Regions from separate parts of the Mustela erminea genome. Here region 2 is linked to region 1. A link is a contact called in public Hi-C data. All regions are on one chromosome and are shown on one strand. The core of a region is the stretch at or near the end of the contact, and the rest is flanking DNA. Distances in the headings are between cores, read along the strand shown. Region 1 holds the start of KNTC1 (kinetochore-associated protein 1). Region 2 holds the start of DENR (density-regulated protein).

Region 1 (6,565 bases), core at 3,920-6,419:
ACATACAAAAATTCACCATAAACAAGACACAGAAACATCTCAAACACAAATTCCAATACTCAAAAGGACGATTTCCAATCCACTTTCCTAAATTAAAATTCCACTTACTATCTTCTAAAGACTATTTTTTATGGAAGGGTGGGATTATACTACTTAACACCACTGTATATATTTGAAACAAATCAAGCATTCTGAATAAACAAAAATATAACTGAGAGCAAACAAAACAAACAACCCCCCTCCAAAATCCTTCATGACAAACCAAAAACATATATACTGTCTTTCAGTCTGTCACAGATTCTTAATTCACAAACCACTGTGACTAGCCCATTTTGCTTTACAGCGCACAGAAAATTTGTAAAGCAGCTTAGTAGAAACAAACAAGAATGCAAGAAAATACAGTCTGAACTGTATCTGGCATAAGTAGTCAAAAGGATGCTACAGTTTTGAAATTTCTATTCAAAAGTGATTTTATACAGTACAGTTACAAATATACACATAAAATTACATTTTAACTACTTACAGATGATTATCTGTGGGCGTAAAGCATAAATAAATGGAGCCCAGGTCTTAAAACTCTTAACTCATTAGTATTCTACTTCTCACTTAACCTCTTCATTAAGTAGCAATACTAATTTAAAAAACATACAGCAAAACATCATACTTTCTATACCACATCAGTCTAATTCTTTTTCAAGTAAATGAGTAAGAAACAACTCAGAATGCCAAGACCTCTCACTTCAGAAATATTCTAACATTAAATTAAATAAAAAAACAAGGTTAAAAATTTTCCATAACTCACATCAAAAAGCACATTAAATAAGCTCAGAAAAATACACCACTGCCCAGGCACATCTTTCAAAATATTTTACCAATGTTGAAAGACTGAAATTTAAACAACTCAGGGTTAAAACAGAATTACTGTGACAAAAATTTAAATATATATATATTTTTTGCCTTTGGACAAGTCATGACATTTCTGCATTTGGGTTTCTCATAACTTAAAAAATTGTCCAGAAAATTACCAATGTACTTTCCTTACTGATTTCTCAACTGAAAAGAACACCTATTAATTATATAAAAAACTAAATTTATGGCTTATATACACATTTACATGGATAGAAGTAATTACAGTTTTCCAACAATTCATACCTGACTTTCGTTTTCTTTCTCTTGACCTTGATCGTGATCTCGAATAATGATGTTTTGAGGCTCTAGGAGAAATAGATACATCTGACTGCTCTTTTTTCTTATCTCTATCTGGGGATGTCTTCTCTGGGGCTAGTCCATCTCGTTCTGTATCACTAGCCTAAAAGTTTAAAGAGAAATGATTATTAAGTTCTTAATTACATTTAAAATGTTTCTAATTTCTTAAAAGAAGGAGGGAGGAGAATCATCCTTGAGTTTTACAAAATTTAAAAAAAAAAAAAAATCAATAAACCAGAATAGCCAATTTCTAAGTAGTTAAGTATTATTTGTACCTGATAAACAAGCCTGAATAAACTGAAATGACTAACTCGGTAACAGACATATGTAATTAGGCTGATGTCTTTAACTTTTTAAAAATTATTTTTAAAAAATCATTTTCATAACTTTCAAAACAATGGGGAGACGAGAAGAATAAGGGCTCCAAGTATTTCCAATAAAACAAGCAGAGAAAATACAGTCCATTTTAGATTTGTGAAGTCATTTGTGTGACTTTACCAATACTTCCATATTAGCAAACATTAAAAAGGCATTTAAAATGAAGTAGTAAAATTTAAACAGACTTAAGTCTGTAAAATCTAAGAACAGCAGAGAATGCTTCTAGATTATAAAAGAATAAACAAAATTAACTTACCTATCTGAGAACCCACTCTTTAATTTCATTAACCCTCTTTAATGAAAAGAGCCCCTTGGCACAGTACTGCTGCAAAATATGGTCTGCCTCTCCTCACATATGCTCTGTGCTATGGAAACATTAAGTCGTTTCTGCTTCAAAGCATTTTATAAATTTTCACAATGCAAATTTTGTACAAGTTAAAAAAACAATCAAGTATTACACTTTCCCAAGAGTCCTTATTTACTCAAAAGGACGTTCCTTCATCTAAGTATCAGTTCCCTGTTTTCCAACTTACTTGCTCATAACTGCGTACTGAGCAAAGCAAGTAAGAGTATCACACAAAGACATTGATTTAAATGAGTCCTAGAAAAAAGCTCTGCGAAGCTAAAACCTGAATGTTCCCAAGTCAGATTTTGATTAAAAGGTAGAGGGAACAGTTTCAGCAGTATGTAGAAGGTGGACTACTTGACCTTTGACCTAAGAAAGGTTTTCACATTTTGGAAGGATTATTAAGCAAGGAATGGGACAGAGACTATATGTGATCCACAATGCCTAAAATATTTATTACCATGCTGTTTACAAAAGAAACTGGACTGGATAAATACGGATTTTCAGCAGGAGGAATAAATCACATGACAACGAACTCCTTCCCTTAAGAAAATCAATCCAGAAAACAAATGCCAAGGAAACTAAATGGGGAGTAATTTAACAAATGAAGTGTGAGAGATTGCACTATTTCAACAACTAGTTACTGAGAGTCACAAATGTGCCAAACTCAATGCTAGACTCAAAGAGTAAAATGATAAACGCTTAGCTAGGATGAAAGACATAAATGTGTTAAACCTCTAACAATGGTAAAAAAACAAAACAAAACAAAAAAACACAACCAAACCAAACCAAGCACAAAGGAAGAAACTAACTGCTGGAGAGACTCTCAGGTGATCACACATGCTTTCTCCAGTTTTCTATGTATGGGTGATATCTGGAATCATAAAACTTTTGTGAGGGAAGCTTTCATCACAGAATCGAGTTCAACTTTCCGATCTCACAAAGGAGATCCAACAAACATTACCTGCCTCTCCTAGGATGGTACTCTAGCTCTTTGCTGTCTACTATTAAATAACTGATGCTGTACCACAGGTAAGGATACTTAAGATTTTCACAATACTGGTCATTTTCTTTTAATTCTCGTTCTCATCATTATCATTACAAACTATTTCATATGTCTCTGATGCTGTGAAGTGCTGGTAGGGCCTGCATTTGGTAAAATAAAATCGCAAAAACTGAAGCACTGCTCACTTCTCTTAATTCATGCGACTTCTCTACCAAAACCAGCATTCCTGAACCACTGGCACGTCTCATTCACACCACCTTCTGATGGAAAAGGCAGCATCTAGACCAGGCAGTACAAGTTTTCAGTCAATGGTTTATTTACTTGCTTAACATGGGAGAAGCCTGGCATCAGGGAAGTCAAATGCCCTTTGCTTAGAAAGGTACCCTGTAATACAAGATAAAAACTTAAACCAAAGAGCCATTTTCACCTGTAAAATACACTATAGAAACAAACAAAACCAACCATTCTATCACTAAACAGACTACAAATGATAGGTGGCCACTTCTCCCACACAAAACTTTTATTTCCATGAGGTTATTTTATAGTGCCCTAGTGAAAAGTATCCAAAAAATGAAGTGAATAAAATTTCTCTGAAAATTACCAAGCTTTATTTCAATTTATCAGGGTGTACATACTAAATCTTAAATGCTAACTGCGAAACTGTCCTCTACTCCAGCACCTGCTTTTTCACCACTGTTATCTTAACATTGACATCCCGTTTAAAACCCTAATAGTGCTCAAGACAGTACACAAATCTTTCTCCAGTGCAAAGAAGGTACACTGGCTTTAATACTAGGCCACTTCTCCAGGGAACTGTGTCTCTTTATTGAAGGAGGCCCTGCAGCACCAAATGTTTGAACGGACTTCATTTTTTTAATATATTTGCGCCCAAGTAAAACACCACTATTCTTTAAAGTACCTTAAAAGGCCCAAAACACTATTTAAACAAAGGAAAACATTACATCAATTAATTGCACAAACACCAAACAGCCTTCCAACTGTTTGAAACCTTATAAAAAAAATAGGTTCTTAATTCAATTAGGTACTGGGGGAGGGGAGTGCAGAAACCATCCTAATTTCAGATACCCCAATTTTTTGCAAGGGCAAACTACGAATCTTCCGGTATGTTTATAGTCCTACTTATTTTTGAAGAGGAGTACATAGAACTTTCTAGTCAGTCGAAAAGAACACAAGATGCTTGCATTTTTCTTTTAACAGGGTTAAGAAAAACGAAGTAGTCACAATAATGTGACCCACCAGAATTGAGCATCCTATACCCGAATCAGGCTTTTTAAAAGAACTAGTGTTCTTATTTAAAATTAAATGGGTCAATGAAGGGTTCTTAAATGTAAGAAACAACGCCAATGATAAGGCTTTATTATAATCCTTCTCAAAGACTTCAAAATGATTACATCACGAGCTGCTTCGGAAATGAACGACAATCGGAATTCGTAGTTCAAAGCCCTCTCGGAATTAAGTCGATTTTTTTTTTAAACTCCCTTTGAGCAACAGCTTTCTCAGCTCCGTACTAAGGAATAAACTAAGGTTTTCACAGACGAAACACTAATTAAAATTATGCAACTAGAATTTTACTGAGCGTAAGCAAAAAATCACCCCCCAAAACGTTACAAGACGATTCTCTTCTTCCATTCCACTCCTTACAGACAACGCCTTTCTGATCCCATACTTTTCAAAGACCCCCCCCATCCCTTTTCTCTCTTCCCCAGCCCTTCCCCAACGCGAACAGAAATTCCCAAGCCCTAATAAAACTCAATAAAAACGACTAACAATGAGTTAGCTAAACTGGAGACCGGTCTACGAGTGGAACGGAATACAGGCCTAGAAAAGGGATGAGGAAAGTTCTGGAAAAAAAAAAAAAAAAAGACACTCCCTGCGGCTCCCCACCCCCACCGACACCGCCTCATTTCCCCCTCCCTACAGCAGGCAGCCATGATGGCGGGCGCAGAAGAAGGCCGCGGCGCCATTTTGTCCACACACGCGCGGACAACAGCTCTGGGAGCCGTTCACCCGCTCTTTGGAGAGTAGCAGAAAAATATCCCGGGTTTTATACTCAGCGTCGGCACCTACCGCCATAGTCCAGAGTCCTGGCCGCTAGGGCGGCGCCTCCACTTGCCGCTCTCAACTGTACCGGCCGCCCCGACGCTTCGCCACAGACTAAATCGCTCGCGCGAGAGACCCGGATGGCACAAAGGGGAAGAGGCCCGGCGCGTCGCACAGCTTGCTGGGAAAAAAAAAAAAAGGGTGGTGATAAGAGTCTCTATAGCAACGCGATTCGAGGAAGTGATTGGTTGTTCTTCTGAAAGGGGCGTGTAAGGCCAGGGAGGGGGCGGAGCCAAGAATACACCCTAGAATGCGCAGCCGGGAAATCGGAATGGGTGGAATTTAAGGTGGGGCAACTTCCTAGTTCGATTTTAAAGCAATTTTGGCCTCCTCCGGCTGCCGTAAAAGGGGTTGGGTTTGGTGTTCTCCCGCCAATTTAAACCCGTGGGCTAGAACCTGAAGAGATTAGGGACAGTTGTGGGTGGCAGGAAGAGGGTCGATAAGTTTGAGTGTTCTTCTTTAGTTTCTTCAGTTGCAGGTGAGGAGGGGGTAATGCGCTGCTGTAGAGACCTGGGGGTGGGTTCAGGTCGTAGTAACAGCGGCCTCAGCCCAGTTCGGGTGTTTTCCCATCAAGAAGCTGGCGGGAGTGAGTTTGAAGTCGGTTCTTGCTGGTCCGTTGTCCGGCGGGGAGCGCTTGTGCATGGGGGCCTAACTGACACTTTCATTTCACCTAATTCGCTAATCGGTTCTCCACCCAGCCTCTCGACTGATCAAAAATCGTTTATCAAATCAGGTCACTCGTCTCCTGAGTGTCTTTCCTCTGTAGTACCGAGCATAAAAACCCAATCTTAAAGTTGAGGATTCGTTTAGCTTTTGAACTGTTCCGTTTTTGCTGTGGCCCAGCAGCCGCCCCAAACTCCTTCCAGCCTCCGAGCCTTTGCACTGGCCTGCATTTCTTTTCTCTCTGAGCTTTGCAGAGTTGGCTTCTTGCCCTTGGGATCTCAGCTCCCATGTTCTCTCTTTCCTTTACCCAACAGGTTCTTCTTATGTGGCCCCTTGGCCCCCACCTGAGCATCGTTTAGTTCAAAACTTTAGCACTGTTCGTAATTGGGCACTTACTTATTTTTGTCGGGAGGTAACACAACAGTTAATAGGTGTGAATTTGAATCTTGTCTAACTATATCATTTACTCAATTTAGGTGACTTGACCATTTATTTAATCCCTGGCTCATGTCTCTGCTGTAAAATGGGCTGTTGTGCAGATTAAATGAGTAAAGCATTCAAAACTGCTGTGCATACTCCATACATGTTAACTGTTTTGTTTGTCCTTCTTAGACTAATTATAAACTTTGTAATGATGACAGGGCTTTTCTGCCTTCTGGGCTGTATTCTTGCTCTAGAGCACTCCCTGATACAAAGTAGGTAGCAGTAAACACTGGTTGAATGAGTGACTTGACAGCTCTGGAAGGTTGATAATATTTCTCTATTTTTTTCATATGTGCGGCACAGAGACCCATCAAAGTATTAACCCGAGCCTGTCCCTCCTGTCTTAATCTCCTTCCAACTCC
Region 2 (7,091 bases), core at 859-3,358, 150 kb after region 1:
TGGCAGCAAGAAGCCGACAATCACACTGCCAGGCTACAGATTAGATCCAGGAAGAAATCCAGGGTACAGGTGCCCAGGGTCAGGGATCCCCTAACAATACAATGGGTTAACCAGTTGAAGTCAGGGATGCTGTTCACCCGGGTGGGGTGGGACGGCTGGGAAGGTGACTGTTCCTATTGCTGCCTCCTGTTGGCTGAACCCAGCTGGAAACTCAAGAACAAGAAAGCCAGGGAATGTAGTCTCTGGGGGTCCAGCACCCCCTTCTTTACAAAGCAAAACAGGAAAAGGGTGAGGAAGGGAACTGAAGCCATTGAGTCTACTACACAGGACTGGCCACTTAGCCACATCTCATCACATCTAAGATGCCATTGATTATGGGATGCCATTATTTTATGCAACCCTAAGAAAGAAAAGAGCTGCCAATTAAACTATGACACGATGCTAAAACTTCATCCATTGCAATGGGTCTTGGTATGAGATATTAAAATGTGGAAAATATGCATCTTAAGATCAAAAAAATATGCTATTAGCTGTGTGATTTTTTAAAAAGATTTTATTTATTTATTTGACAGACCAAGATTACAAGTAGGCAGAGAGGCAGGCAGAGAGAGAGGAAGGAAGCAGGCTCCCTGCTGAGCAGAGATCTAGGACCCTGGAATCTAGATCTAGATCTCAGGACCCTGGAATCACAACCTGAGCTGAAGGCAGAGGCTTTAATCCACAGAGCCACCCAGGCGCCCCTAGCTGTGAGATTTTAAGCACATGTCAACTTAATTCATTCCACCTTTGAGCTACAATTTTACCATCTGGAAATCAAAGACAATACCTGGGGGGGGGGGGGTTATTGTAAGGATCAAATCAGCTATCACTTTTAAGATGGTTAAGTTTAACAAGAGTAGACACGTGTCTCTTGTTCACTGTATCCCCAGTGCCTAGCACAGTGCTTGGTGCATAATAGGAACACAAGGTAATTTTGTGGAGTGAATCCCCCGGACTCTATATTCCCAAATGAGCAGGTTATTGGCACATAGTGGCAGCTGGGTGTCAGTAAATGGAAGTTATTATTGAACAGAAAGCTATTATTATTGGACTCAACCACGTTTGGGAATAAGATCTTCTTTCACTAGTTAAAGAGAATGGACTCTTCTATGGGGGAAAGGAGGGACTCCTCTTTTAAGAAAGATGTCCAAGTGGAGGCCACAGTCTCTGGTGGAAAAGATTGTGCCAGATGGCTTTGTGCACACGAAGTAAATCTTGAGCAGAAAATTTAAGGATGGTGGTGGCGGCGGCGGCAAAAGAAATTGGCAGGGAAGGAAGCAAAGAGGTGGAGGACAAAACAAAATACAAAAAGAACGACCTCCACCGGCTACGAAGCACATTTTGGTCATCATTTTCCCAACCCTCTGCGATCTGCAAGCACTGTCATGTTGTTCCCATCTCACAAATGGGACTCAGGCGGAGCTCGGTGAGGAAGGGATTTTCCCGAAGGAAAACCACCAGACGGAAGCAGAGCTGAGACGCCCACCGCCCCCGCCCCCGCGTGTGGTTCTGTCTGTCTACCCGGCTTCTGGCTGCTGAAAGCCGGAGACCCGAGAGATTAATTCCAATTTGCAACCCATGTAAGGATAGGTAACTACGAGGAAGGCGATGAAAACAGCTGTTAGGGTGGGGAGATTATGGGCGATGAGAACAATCTAGGGAGCGCTGACATGATCTTCTCCAGAATAATTCAGCCCGTGCAAGGAGAGGTGTTGAAACCAAACGCCTTTTCCAGCTGCCATCTCCCCGCGGAGGAGTGACTTATCCAACAGGCTGGAGGTTAGTCAGGACTCCCGGATGCACCCCAGACGCGGGGCAACATTCCCCAGCTCATTAATAGGGAGTCACTGATGACTACGGCGCACGTCCCCACTGCATCCGCGCCCGCTTCCACGCGCCGCACGCCGACCGCCCATTCTCTCCCGCGGGTAGCGAGCACCGCCTACTGGCTGTCAGCCGTTCGCAGGCTTGGCCCCGCCCCCGAACGAAACGCGCATGCTCCTCAAGGCCTCTCCGCCTCCGCCTCCAGGCTTCTCGCGACAGCCGCCCAGCGGCGGCCTGAATCTCGCGATAAAGGCTTATTGTCTCGCGGGACCGCGGCTGGCAGACGGGCTTTCAGGCGGCCCTGGCCGGGGAAGAGGAGTTGCATGTGTCGCTTCAGCTGGCGGTAGTGGCGGGAGCGGAGGCGGCGGGGGTTGTGCGACCGCCCGGGTAACGACCCCTTGTGCCTTTCGCTCTTCCGAGAAGCTCGTAGAGAGCGTGGGGGAAGCCGAGGTGCTGCCCGGCGGAAGGGGGCCGGGCCGGGCGTCTCCACACCCCCGCCCACATGGGCCCCTCTGGTGTCCCCGGGATTGCCCCTTTGCCTCAGATCCTCCCCCAAGTCCTGGCCGCCCTTGTCGCCCCAGTGCTCTTACATTCTGACCCTTGCTGATTCTTCTGCCCCCATTTTCTCTCTTCAGATTCTGGTCTCCCCGCCCCCTCCCACTTCCATCCCCTTCCCTGATTCCTGTGTCCGTCCCTCGGCGTTGAGCTGCCCCCACACCCTGTACCCGGGGCACCTCTAGTCACCCACCCCTTCTTCGTAGGCTTTTTAAGCCTCTTTTCCTCCAGCTGCTTTGTGGCCTTTTTTTGCTGCAGTTTGCATCCCTTCCAGGTCACCCCCAGACCTTTTGTCCCGTCCCTAGGGATCATCCTCCCCAGCCTATTAACCCGTTGCTTCCTCTTTCCCCTAGTGCTCTCCCCACCCCCACCCCTACTCCCACCCCAATTCTTCACGGTCTTTTTGCTGCTGTCACTTGCTTCCCCGTAGACCTGTGGAGCTGGTAGTGGTGTGCCCACAATTGCTTGTATTTTATGAATCTTTTTTATTTTATTTTTATTTTATTTTTTTTTAAGATTTTATTTATTTATTTGACGGGGAGAGACATAGGGAGAGAGGGAACACAAGCAGGGGGAGTGGGAGAGGGGGAAGCAGGCTCCCTGCCCAGCAGGGATGTGGGGCTCGGTCCCAGGACCCTGGGATCACGACCTGAGCCAAAGACAGAAGCTTAATTACTGAGCCACCCAGGTGCCCCATGTATTTTATGAATCTTAATGCAGCTTGTATCCTTCACTTAAGAACAGAATCGAAAGAGATTTAGGGGTGAGGTATTGCTAGTGCGAGGGGGTGAGGCTACATCAGAACAGGGCCTTTTTGGGGTCTTGGTCCAAAAGAGTGAAAACGTGTTATTTTCCTTGCTTACAGGTTTGGGAGATGGCTGCTGATATTTCTGAATCCGGTGGGCATGATTGCAAAGGAGACCCGAGGGGCAATACCAAGATAGATGCAGACTACCCACTGCGAGTCCTTTACTGTGGAGGCAAGTGTTACAAAGCAGAAAATGGCTCTTTAATGCTCCCTTTATTTTTATGCATTGTGATAGTAGTATCACATTTGGTCCTGTTAATCCTCTTCTCATCTGTCTTTGTTACCGGGGAAATCCTCAGTTGGGGGCTGGAGGGGTGTTGGTGAAGGGGAGGCATGGGTTAACTTGTTTTTCCCCTGACGTGTATGACTTGTGTCTTGCTACTTGGCCTGGAGACGCTTACAGTCAGAAATAGAGATTTGGAAATGGATGATTTCAATGTAACGTTACTTGCTAGCCTGGCTGTTAGAGGAGTTGTTCTTGGAAGATACTGAGTCTGAAGGGATGACAAGGACCGGGTGAGGACGTGGGGAAGGGCATCCCAGATGAAGTGAGCAGGTATGCAAGAAAGGACTTGATTCACATCTGCGGAGAAGTGAGCAGCTTTGGGTTAGTATAGTGTGGATATAGGATAGGGTTCCTCCATTCAGTGAGGAATGGAAGTTGATGAGGTTGGAACAGTGGGTCATAGGACAGTCTTGGGAAAGTCTTCTTGGTTTCATCACTAATATATCTGTTAGATTGAATCTAGATTCTTTTTTTCTTAGAGTGTTTTCCCTCATTTTCTCTCTCTTTTTTTTAAGGTTTTATTTATTTACCTGACAGAGACACACAGAGAGAGGGAACACAAGCACAGGGAGAGGGTGAGGGAGAAGCAGGTCTCTTGCCAAGCAGAGAGCCTGATGCGGGCCCGATCCTAGGACCCTGAGATCACGACCCGAGCTGAAGGCAGAGGCTCAACCCACTGAGCCACCCAGGGGCCCCATTTCCCTCATTTTCAATGCAGAAATATTTGTGAATTGGAAATTGTCCTAATTTTATTAGCATTTTGCAAAGTTTCAGAAAAATCTGAAGGGACAGGATAGCAGAGGGGGCAAGGAAATACTAATTTTTCTCAGGAAATATTTTTGACCACTTACTTGGTGCCTCACAGTGTTTTAGGTGCCAGGGACTGAGTAGTGATTGGATAAGTCAGGAAAGGTCCTTGTGTTTGGAGACTTTACATTTTTTAAGTATAATAAGAGACATCATCTGGAGTTTAGTTTACTACCGAAGGAGAGGGGATATCGCTGAGTTAAAAAAAAGTTGTCAACTTGGTATTTGTCAGATATCTTCGAGAGTAAAAATTATAAAATACCTCAGTGAGAATAAGGCAGGGAAACTTTTTATAGGGTTGATTGAGTTTTGTTACGATACTAGTCTTACTTGGTCATCTTGTTTGCCTTTGGAGTCACGACTAGTGTCTGCATCCTGACTCCAGCATTACCAGCTATATGACCTTGGGCAAGTTACCTAATTCAATTAAGGATTAAAGGTGTGTTTCTTAAGGTCTGTATAATGAAATGATGATTATGTCCTAAGGTGATTTGTGTAAAGCTTCTGATATAGCAACTAACACAAGAACATAGTACAGTAGGTTTTATAATTAGAGAACTATACTAGTTTAGTATGGTGTATTTATCTTTGTCAACTGGTAAAGAGCTATTGATTTTTGTACTCTATTTCATCTAATCTAAGACTCCATGTTTTATAAGATTCACCACTATTTTATGTTCTACTAAGAAAGAAAATTGTCATATTAACATGCCATAATTATAAAATAATTCCTATAAAAAATTTAGCATTGATTGGGGCACCTGGGTGGCTCAGTGGGCTAAGCCTCTGCCTCTGGCTCAGGTCATGATCTCGGTCCTAGGATCGAGCCCCACATCAGGCTGTCTGCTCAGCAGAGTGCCTGCTTCCCTATCTCTCTCTCTGCCTGCCTCTCTGCCTACTTATGATATCTCTCTCTGTGTCAAATAAATAAATAAAATCTTTAAAAAAGGGGGCGCCTGGGTGGCTCAGTGGGTTAAAGCTTCTGCCTTCGGCTCGGGTCATGATCCTAGCGTCCTGGGATCGAGTCCTGCATCGGGCTCTCTTTTCAGCAGGGAGCCTGCTTCTTCCTCTCTCTCTGCCTGCTTCTCTGCCTACTTGTGATCTCTGTCTGTCAAATAAATAAATAAAATCTTTAAAAAAAAATAAAATCTTAAAAAAAATTTAGCATTGATGAAATATGGTATGTGAAAACCTTCTTGTTAAATTGCTTAGGTGACTCTTAAGGTGGCTTTTGAACAACTGCAAAAAATACGAGCCCCCCTGTGATAATTTGTGTTAAGAGGTCCCTAACCTTTTCAAGAAGGGTTTATTTTCATTTCCCTCCTAGTTTATATTGATGTCCCAGGCACTAAGCTGGGGACAGGGTACTTCCTCAAGGAGTTTATGGTCTAGTTGTAGGAGAAGCTCTGAGTATTAAATGCTAAATTAAACAGTACTGAGTGTAGCTATGAATTAGGAGTTGAGGAAGAGCAGGGATCTTTGTTCAGAGGGAAGTAGGGAAATTTCCAAGGAAATGAGAAGCCTTAAATACAGGGTGGAATTTGCAAGGAAGGGTGAAGGAATTCACAAGAACAGTATGGTGGTAAGATTTAATATAGTGTCCTCAGGAGAGAGGGAAAAGAAAGGGCTGATTGTAGCAGTGCTGGTTGGAGTAGAGTGAGAAACAGGTAGGTAGGATGGTGTCCTTTCTGGGGAAACATTTTGTCTTCAGGATTGTGACTTCAGACTCATTCTGAATTTGAATCTTGCCCCAGCCATTTACTTGTGTGACCTCATCCAGTTCCCTCATCTGTTAAAGAGCCTACTTCAGGGGTGCCTGGGTGGCTCTGTGGGTTAAGCCTTTGCCTTCAGCTCAGGTCATGATCTCAGGGTCCTGGGATCGAGCCCCGCATCCAGCTCTCTGCTCAGCGGGGAGCCTGCTTCCCCTTCTCTCTCTGCCTGTCTCTCTGCCTGCTTGTCATCTCTCTCTCTGTCAAATAAATAATAAAACCTTTAAAAAAAAGAAGAAGAAGAAAAAAAAGAGCCTACTTCAGAAGGCTGTAGGGAAGAATGAATAATACACCCAAAGGCTCCACCTTCTAATGCCATCACACTGGATTATAGGATTTCAACATGGTAATTTTGAGGGGACACAAACATTCAGACCGTAGCAGAAAGTTTCATGGCTGATGATGACTTGTTCTTCATGTTGCATCACATCAGCAAGTACATAATGTCAGGGAATTGCACTATCAGTGATGCAAGTTTGATGGTAACTGCTAGATCGGCATGTCGAAAAGGAGTGGTTTACAGAAAGGGAAATTAATTGACTTTATTTATTTATTTATTTATTTACTAAAGATTGTATTTATTTGAGAGAGAGATAGAGCACACAAGTAGGGGGAACAGCAGCAGAGGGAAAGGAGAAGTAGGCTTCTCGCTGAGCAGCAAGCCCGATAAGGGACTTGATCTCAGGGTCCTGGGAGCCAAAGCGTCTGACCGGAGCCAAAGGCAGACGCTTAACCAACTGAGCCACCTAGGCGTCCCAGGAATTTGACTTTAAAAGCAAGTAACAGGGGTGCCTGTGTAGCTCAGTCCTTAAGCGTCTTCCTTCGGCTCCAGTCATGATCCCAGGGTCTTGGGATGGAGCCCTGCATCAGGCTCCCTGCTCAGCAGGAAGCCTGCTTCTCCCTCTCCTACTCCCCCTGCCTGTGTTCCCTCTCTCATTATGTCTCTGTCAAATAAATAAAACCTTAAAAAAAAAAAAAAAAGTAACAGTGAACTGTCCAGATG

What was found. A called contact is a pair of places that touch in the nucleus more often than the background predicts.
Region 2: a contact with region 1 is called in a Hi-C map of fibroblasts, with 3 times the contacts expected there. The contact joins the promoter of DENR here to the promoter of KNTC1 in region 1. A contact is called at or near these places in 2 of 3 Hi-C or Micro-C datasets (fibroblasts and spleen).

What each region holds. Positions count from the first base shown.
Region 1 is chr13:86,007,006-86,013,570 of mMusErm1.Pri, forward strand. It overlaps KNTC1 (kinetochore-associated protein 1), which reads left to right and starts at 5,170. Exons shown (of 64, transcript XM_032309827.1): 1 at 5,170-5,344. RSRC2 (arginine/serine-rich coiled-coil protein 2) reads right to left here and starts at 5,149. Exons shown (of 10, transcript XM_032309830.1): 1 at 5,025-5,149; 2 at 1,153-1,309. The coding sequence starts at 5,030.
Region 2 is chr13:86,155,631-86,162,721 of mMusErm1.Pri, forward strand. It overlaps DENR (density-regulated protein), which reads left to right and starts at 2,109. Exons shown (of 8, transcript XM_032310094.1): 1 at 2,109-2,250; 2 at 3,284-3,398. The coding sequence starts at 3,293.